Regions from separate parts of the Zea mays genome. Here region 1 is linked to region 2. Evidence: chromatin contacts called from public Hi-C data. All regions are on one chromosome and are shown on one strand. Each heading gives the region's core, a stretch centred on a gene start, on an enhancer-like site or on the middle of the called end of the contact. The rest is flanking DNA. Distances are from core to core; before and after follow the strand shown. Region 1 holds the start of LOC100274108 (Sugar transport protein 7). Region 2 has its middle 80 kb from the start of LOC100274108.

Region 1 (3,671 bases), core at 246-2,745, 80 kb before region 2:
TTCCCGTGTGACGGCATGAACGGCGGCACGGCGCTCAATGCACCCCGCAACTACTACTCCCCTCCCAAATAGAAGAAAAAAACTTTGACAAACACAAGAAGATTTGCTCGTCAGTCGTCACATGTGGGTGTTTTCACTGCAGCCTTTTTCCTGGTCCCTGCCGTGCTATCATTCTCAAGGATTACCTAGGCGCTCAGTAACGAAGTGTGCAGCTACACAACCCTGTCGCGGAAATTGTCTGGTGGTGAGTACGGCCAAGCGGAAATTGAGTCGCTACCAACGACGAGGCGAATAATTGGTCCTGAACTATTCAACGAGGATCGGCAGATGCGTGAGCGTTCGAACACGAGCTAAAATCTTTCCACTCGTCGAAAGTCAGAGTCGAGCCCGCAGGTACAGTACACAGAGCGCCTCGCGTGCTACTCCTCTGCAGTCTGCACTGACGAGGAAGGAGAGGAGAGGAGAGGAGATGGAGCTGAACGGCAGCGACAGGCACCGAAGCAGAACACGCAGCGCCCACCAACTCTGACTGCAAGCTTTGTGGCGTCCGCGCGCTTGTCGTGCCCGGTGGCGCCTCGAAGCTAGTCTCACACAAGTCGCTCGGAGGTCGGAGCCGACCAAAATTACATGTGCCAACAATCGTCGTCCTACCCAGACCAATCACGCGGCCTTCGGTTGGCAGGCGAAAAGGCGTGTCGTCCGAAGATACCACGAAATCCAGCTCGCCAAAAGGCCCGGCTCCATGTGTGAGATGCGTCATACAGTGATCAGTGACGCGTGCGTGCCGAAGCCGAACTGTTGCGGGAACGCGACGGACACCTCGCTCGCTGCTGGCTGTGGCCTGTGGGCCTGTGGCTAGCTGGGCGGCAAGACATGACTAGAGCGGCCAAATCCGAGCGGGGCCACGCCCACGCCCACGCCGGCGTCACGGCCTAGTACGACCATGGAACGCGCGGGGTAGCTGCCTGCCGCAAGCTATCCGGCTTGTTCGTTTGCCCGCTCGCTCACGGGTGAGAGAATTAGGCGGACACGGCACGGGTGAGGGAGCGGAGCGCGGACGTACGTACCGGAGATGCCGATGTCGTAGCCGAAGATGGCGCCCCCGACGGCGGCCACGAGGCAGGTCGTGGCGACGGCGAGCGTCATGCGCCCCTTGTACTGCGCCGCGCGCTCCGTCTTCACGCCCAGCGCCGCCACCCCTCCGCCCGCCATCGCTGCTGGATGCTTCCTGGCTCCGATCCCGGCGCTCTCTCTCTCTCTCTCTCTCTCTCTTCTCCTCCAAGACGAACTCGGCCAGCAGAAGATCCGAGCTATCAACCGCACCACACGGAAGCAATGCTCTAACCGACGACCGCCCGTCCGCAGACCACAGGTTTAATTAGACGCGGAGTCGACTACCTCGCTTGATCCGTTGATCCTTCGGTTGTCTCTTCCCTTCTTTGACCTGCCAGACTCATGGGGCGAACTAGAGTCTAGAGTGTGAAGTGAATGGGGGACACAGAGAGCCAGCATGTTGGGGATGGGTCTACGGTTGCTTACATAAGCGGCGAGCAGGACGACAGCTAAGCTAACTCATGCATCGGGCCGTTGAGATACAGATAGGAATACGTATCTACTGACTGTCCGAAGAGAAGTGGACAGTGATTTAAATACCCTTGTAATAGTTAAAATATCCTAATAAATTTTCAGATACCAAAATATAATCTTAGATCATATATATTTGATATTGTTATTAATTAGAAAAAACAAAACAACCGAATACTGCTAATATTAGATATGGCAATGGGTCCCCATCGCCGATTCCCTAGGGAATTCCTCCATTAGGAGCTAGTTTAGGAACCACAAAACTGGAGGGTATTGGAGGGGCTAAATTCCACATCTTATTCAAAATTGAATAAGAAGGGGAATTTAGCCCCTCCAATCCACTCCAGATTTATAGCTCCCAAACTAGCCCTAGAGGATGGAAGACGGGATGGAGAAGTTTCTTCTCCACGAGAATGTAAACTATGGATGACAATGGGTAGGGTTCGGGTCGGGTAGCTAAATCCGCCCATAATCACACCTGTGGGTGAAATTTCAAACCCGCGCTTGAACCCGTCGGATTTCGGGCCACCCACGGGTTTTTACTCAGTGTGTATTTTTAAACAATAATTGGCTATAAGCAATTAAGTACCAACAATAATTCATTTATATCTACAAATTTTAAGTCTTCTCATATTGATAAACATGAAAACATTACAAACCATTAACCAAGTTACTCCCTCAAAATAATCATCGTTGTATCTTAATCATTTTCACGCATAATAAATAATAAACTAAATTTCGGGTCGATGTAGGTCACCCATGGGTTGAAATGAAAACCCACACCTGCAAAACTTCGGGTCGAGTACGGGTTGCACCCGCGGGTCAAAATCTACATCCATACCCACACCCATCGGGTCAGATACCTTCAGGTTTCAGTTTTGTGGGTTAAAATTCTCATCCCTAATATAAACGAGGAAAATTCGTTCCCCCGACGGGTAAACGGGGATGGGACGAGGAAGCACTCTCCATCCTTGTTCCCCGTGAGGACCCATTAAACCTGCATGTGACGATGTTTTCGTATCTACCGACTGTCGAAGAGAAATGGACAGTGATTTAAATACCCTTTTAATGGTTAAAATATCCTAATAAATTTTCAGATACCAAAATACAATCTTAGATCATATATATTTGATATTGTTATTGATTAGAGAAAAAAACAAAACAACCGAATACTGCTAAGACATCTTCTAAGACTATCTCCAGCAGCTTACTCATCTGCATCCTTATATTATAACTTTACTTTGCGAACAGTGTCGTCTACAATGCAGTATAAAAATAGTATTTTAGGTAAACTATGAGTAAATTGCTAGACACGGTTTAAGCAACCAGATAATTATCGGTAGCCTCGCTAACGCGGGCCACGTGCTGTCGGGGTCCGTGCCCTTAGCGTCTACCTTAGCTTTGGCTAAGATAGAGGTTCATCACGCTAGGACCAAATCTCGATGCCTATACCTCTAAGGTTCTATTAGCCTGCGACGTCTATCTGAGTGGTCAAGACCTAGAGTCTAGAGTTTAGTTTCTTGATCGGTAACCGACAAGAACCGGTAAAATTTACCATTCTCGGTGCCGACCGAGATATGAAAAATCGGTCCGATTTTTTGTGTATTCCATTTTCAAATTTGAAAAATATAAAAATCCAACTTTGGTCAACAAAATGGTTCCTAGAAATTACGAATGGAAATGTAATCCCTCCTCGAGCCCTAGGTCTCTATATACCTTGAGACGCTCCTATACTTCTAGTGCTCTCTTGGTCCTCTAAGGTTCCCCAGACGTCGTGAACCTTTGAGGCTCTTGGCCTTAGAGTCCTAACCACAGGGCATGGTCCGGGCCCCTTTATGTGGCAAAGAAATCTTATTATCGGTACCCAGAAATGGGGTACCCATGGCAAGGCCCACAAACCTCTTTCTAGCCTGTTCGTCGTGTAAGCCTACGAGCGGGGCGTACGATCAAGTCCCCGACAAGCAAGTCTGTGAGGCAGAGCGAACGAACGAGTCCCCATCGAGCAAGCTTGCGAGGTGGGGCAAAAGACCAAGTCCTTGTCGAGCAAGTCTACGAGGCGAGGCAAAAGACCAAGTCCCTGTCGAAGC
Region 2 (3,540 bases), core at 343-2,842:
TTGGCGTGATGCATCGATCACGTGACTATTCGTTGAGTTGATCTACGCTGCAACGTTCTGTGGCCTTATCAAGCCTTCGTTCTCGATCTTATCGTCGATTACGCTAGAGCGATCCCAAATAATGACGAGTTTCTCTTTCACGTTTAATGTAGATTTGATATTCTATATGGATTTGATGTTTTTCGCTATGTGTGTTCTATCTCTAATTTTTTTACTAGTTGGAGTTAACTTAATCTTTGAAGTGTGTAATTCTTTGACACTTGCAAACAGTTTTTTTCCTAGCTAGGTTTAGAGCTGAAAGTTGGGCCGTGCAGGGCTGGTATGGCCCGCGCCCATAATGCTTTGGTTATTTTTTTCTATACCAACACGACATGAAATAATTTTAGGCTAGACCGTGCCGTGTGCAGATACTAAAAGCTAGACCCGGTCCGGCTCAAAGCACAACGGGCCAATGATCATGTCTTGCCGGAAAAAAAACTTGTATATATCTAAAAAAATATATCTTCAAAATATTTATAACTTTGCTATAGACTAAAAAATCATAGGAGAAAGAGAAATTAATGTTTTCTGTAACTTTTGTGAAGAGATAAAAGAATATTGAAGTACAAAATAACCATCTAAACGTTAGTTTTCTAATCCATGCCTCACTTGCCTAAGTTTAAATTACACCACGAGTCCACGACCCATTTACATTTACCTTCGCGCTGAACCGTGCTTTAGACTCTGTATTTTCGTGTGGCCCCGCCCAAACTTTTAGACGTAGCTAGGTCGAGTATCGGCAACAAAGACCGAGTTGCTTCCTTGTTTATTTCTGTGGCTATATGATGGGTAGCCAATCAACTCTGTAGACTCGGCATTCAAGAGATGATGGAATTGCTCCAGCCCGTGTTCAGTCCAGTGCTTGCTTGTGTTCACTCCGGTTGGCCTTGCGTGTGGTGCTGGAGGATCAATCGACAGCCAGAATAACCCCTGCTATTGACACCGGACACCGATCAGTCCATCTAGGCAAGATTTCAAGTTTAGGCCCACTGCTAGGGTCCTAATCATGCCATTAAAATCTCAGCGATCAGCGGCGTCCACCACTTGGTCAGTACGAAGGCACATCAGTGTCACCACCCGTCGCGACCACGCACTACGGATGCCTGCCTGTCAAGTGCCAAGACCCGCGCGCTCGGCGAAGTCCTCCTCTCCTCTCCCGGCCTGAGCCGCCGCTCTGGGGCCGGTAGAAACGGCCGGCCGCCGTCGCTGGGCGCTGGCAACTCCCCGCGCCGTTCAGCGTCGTGCGGCGGTGAGGTCGGCCAGGTCACCGCAAAATTAGCATGCTGCAGCGTCAGAGGGGTTACGGTCACGACTGGTCGCTCGCCTTGCATCCGGGACGCTGGTGCGTTTGTGAACGTGAACGACCCAGAGGTTGCACGCGTCGGCGTCGCCGTCCCACCCCACGGTGGATTTGGCTGGTCTGAGACAGCGAGGGAGCCTGCGGGTCAAGCGTGAAGCGGGAGACAAGAGCCTGGGTGAAGTGCGCATGAGCTGTGATGAGCTCAGGTAACGGCAGGGAGGTGTCCTCGCCGTGTCTGGAGAGCTTTTCACGGTGACGGCGAGGGTGGCTTTCATCGTTTTCGAAGGATGGATGATACACGGCACTGGATCGGGCTCGAGCGTGTACTTTCTCCGAGCCCAGAAAGCCCACATTATGATTGGCCACGCACGAAGCTTGCCTATCCTTTCTGGCCCAACAACTGCAGCGGAAATCAAACACGCAGGATGATTTCCTTCTCGCCCTCGTCCCATTCCACTTTCTTCCTTTATTCTTATACTTCCTCCGTTTCTTTTTATTAGTCGCTAAATAGTGTAATTTTGCACTATCCAGCGACTAATAAAAAGAAACGGAGGGAGTATATGCTTAGGTTATCTCTAACAATTTATTCATCATATCTTATATCCTATTTTATGTTTTAAATTAAGTTTAGAGTGCAAGATAGTATTTTCCACAACCATATATCCAATCTGCTTGAGACAACCTTATCTCTTATCTCGTATGGTAGCAATTATTATTGTAGCATAGCTGAGCCGATGATGTTGTTGATGTGGACCCCACTCAGTGTAATTAGTAATTAGTTATTCAAAATCAGAAACCATAGCTCACACTGATGACTCTCTCTCTCTCTATCCTTTGGTGACGCAAGGTAAAAAAAATGCCCGAGAGTTTGATTAGCCGAAGAGCCTGAAACGGTGAAAAAACAACTAGAAGCCATTGGGCTATTAAATAAACATACAACAATCAGGATCAGAATAATATAGGCGTAGCAGCTATCCTGAGTAGGTGGTAGGAACAATCTAAGAGATCAGATGTTTGAGAGGTTAGCATGCCATTCTTGTTTCAGATACATCGTTCAATACTCAGGCTTCTTGCACATTCTAATAAATATATAAAAATATTTAAAGATAATATACTGCTAAGAAAGTAAGAAATGAGTACTAATAGGATACATATTCCTTTTCAAATACAAAATGTGTTTTTATAGGATATAAATTTCAACAAAACAAATTGACACACAGATTCCAGATTCGACCCTAAAATTGCATTATATTAAATAGTCAAAATTTATCATATTCTTATATCTCTCCTAACTTTTTGGAGAAATGCTTCAAATTCAGTTGTTTTATTTAGACTTATCAACCATACTTTTACGAGTTGCAACAAATTCATGTCTAACAGTGACACTAGTACACAGAAGCTCTATAGTGGCGGTTCTAAACATATTTACACTGGCGTTTTTCAGTACCGCCAGTGCTAGGGGTCAGTGGAAATCAGCATTTCCACTGGCGGTTATTTTGGAACCGCCAGTGAAAAGTTCATTTTCACTGGCGGTTTTCTTAACGAACCGCCAGTGAAAAGTGCATTTCCACTGGCGGCTGAATAAAGAAAACCGCCAGTGGAAATGCATTTTCACTGGCGGTTTTCTTAACGAACCGCCAGTGTAAATGCACTTTTCACTGGCGGTTTTCTTTATAAAACCGCCAGTGGAAGTTTTCCCGCCTTTTTTCAAAATTTCAAACAATACTGAATTATATATATATTTATTTACACACACACAAACATATATATATATATATCTATATTGATATTGAAAGCAACATGAAATTAAATTCTATCATACATTTATATACATCAAAGTATTCTGTTTACAACCATATATGCTTCATGCATTCTATACATCATAAGTTTTCACCTAAGCTCTAATAACTATCTCGGCTAAGAGATAATCTACTAATTTCTGTTAGTATTCTGAACTCTGGCAAAGCTAATGTCCCGGAAGCATCGTGATATTTTCCTTCTGCGGGAATGACCTCTTTCAATATGAATGTGCAGAGGTCCTCGACTATGCCATACAATGCAGCTTCGGTCAAGTTCTCCGGGTTTCCTCGTTGAAATTGCTGTAAAGGAATTTTATAAACATTATCTATTTATACTCAATAATAACACATTTGCATCTTTAATGACATAAATACATACTTAACTATTACTAATAATACCTT

The links. A called contact is a pair of places that touch in the nucleus more often than the background predicts.
Region 1: a Hi-C map of ear shows a contact between it and region 2, with 3 times the contacts expected there. The contact joins the promoter of LOC100274108 here to the enhancer-like site in region 2. A contact is called at or near these places in 9 of 25 Hi-C or Micro-C datasets (bundle sheath, ear, endosperm and 2 more) and 1 of 3 datasets of contacts at active chromatin or transcription factors (seedling).

The regions. Positions count from the first base shown.
Region 1 is chr7:117,802,672-117,806,342 of Zm-B73-REFERENCE-NAM-5.0, reverse strand. LOC100274108 (Sugar transport protein 7) reads right to left here and starts at 1,495. Exons shown (of 3, transcript NM_001148487.1): 1 at 1,068-1,495. The coding sequence starts at 1,212.
Region 2 is chr7:117,723,108-117,726,647 of Zm-B73-REFERENCE-NAM-5.0, reverse strand. No RefSeq gene overlaps it. Among protein-coding and RNA genes, the nearest start is that of LOC100274108, 80 kb to the left of the region's middle. Within about 2 kb of position 1,592, at least 19 of the 20 cell types and tissues checked have an H3K27ac peak or open chromatin away from gene starts, as enhancers often do. A contact at or near this core is called in bundle sheath, ear, endosperm and 3 more, where this site is marked.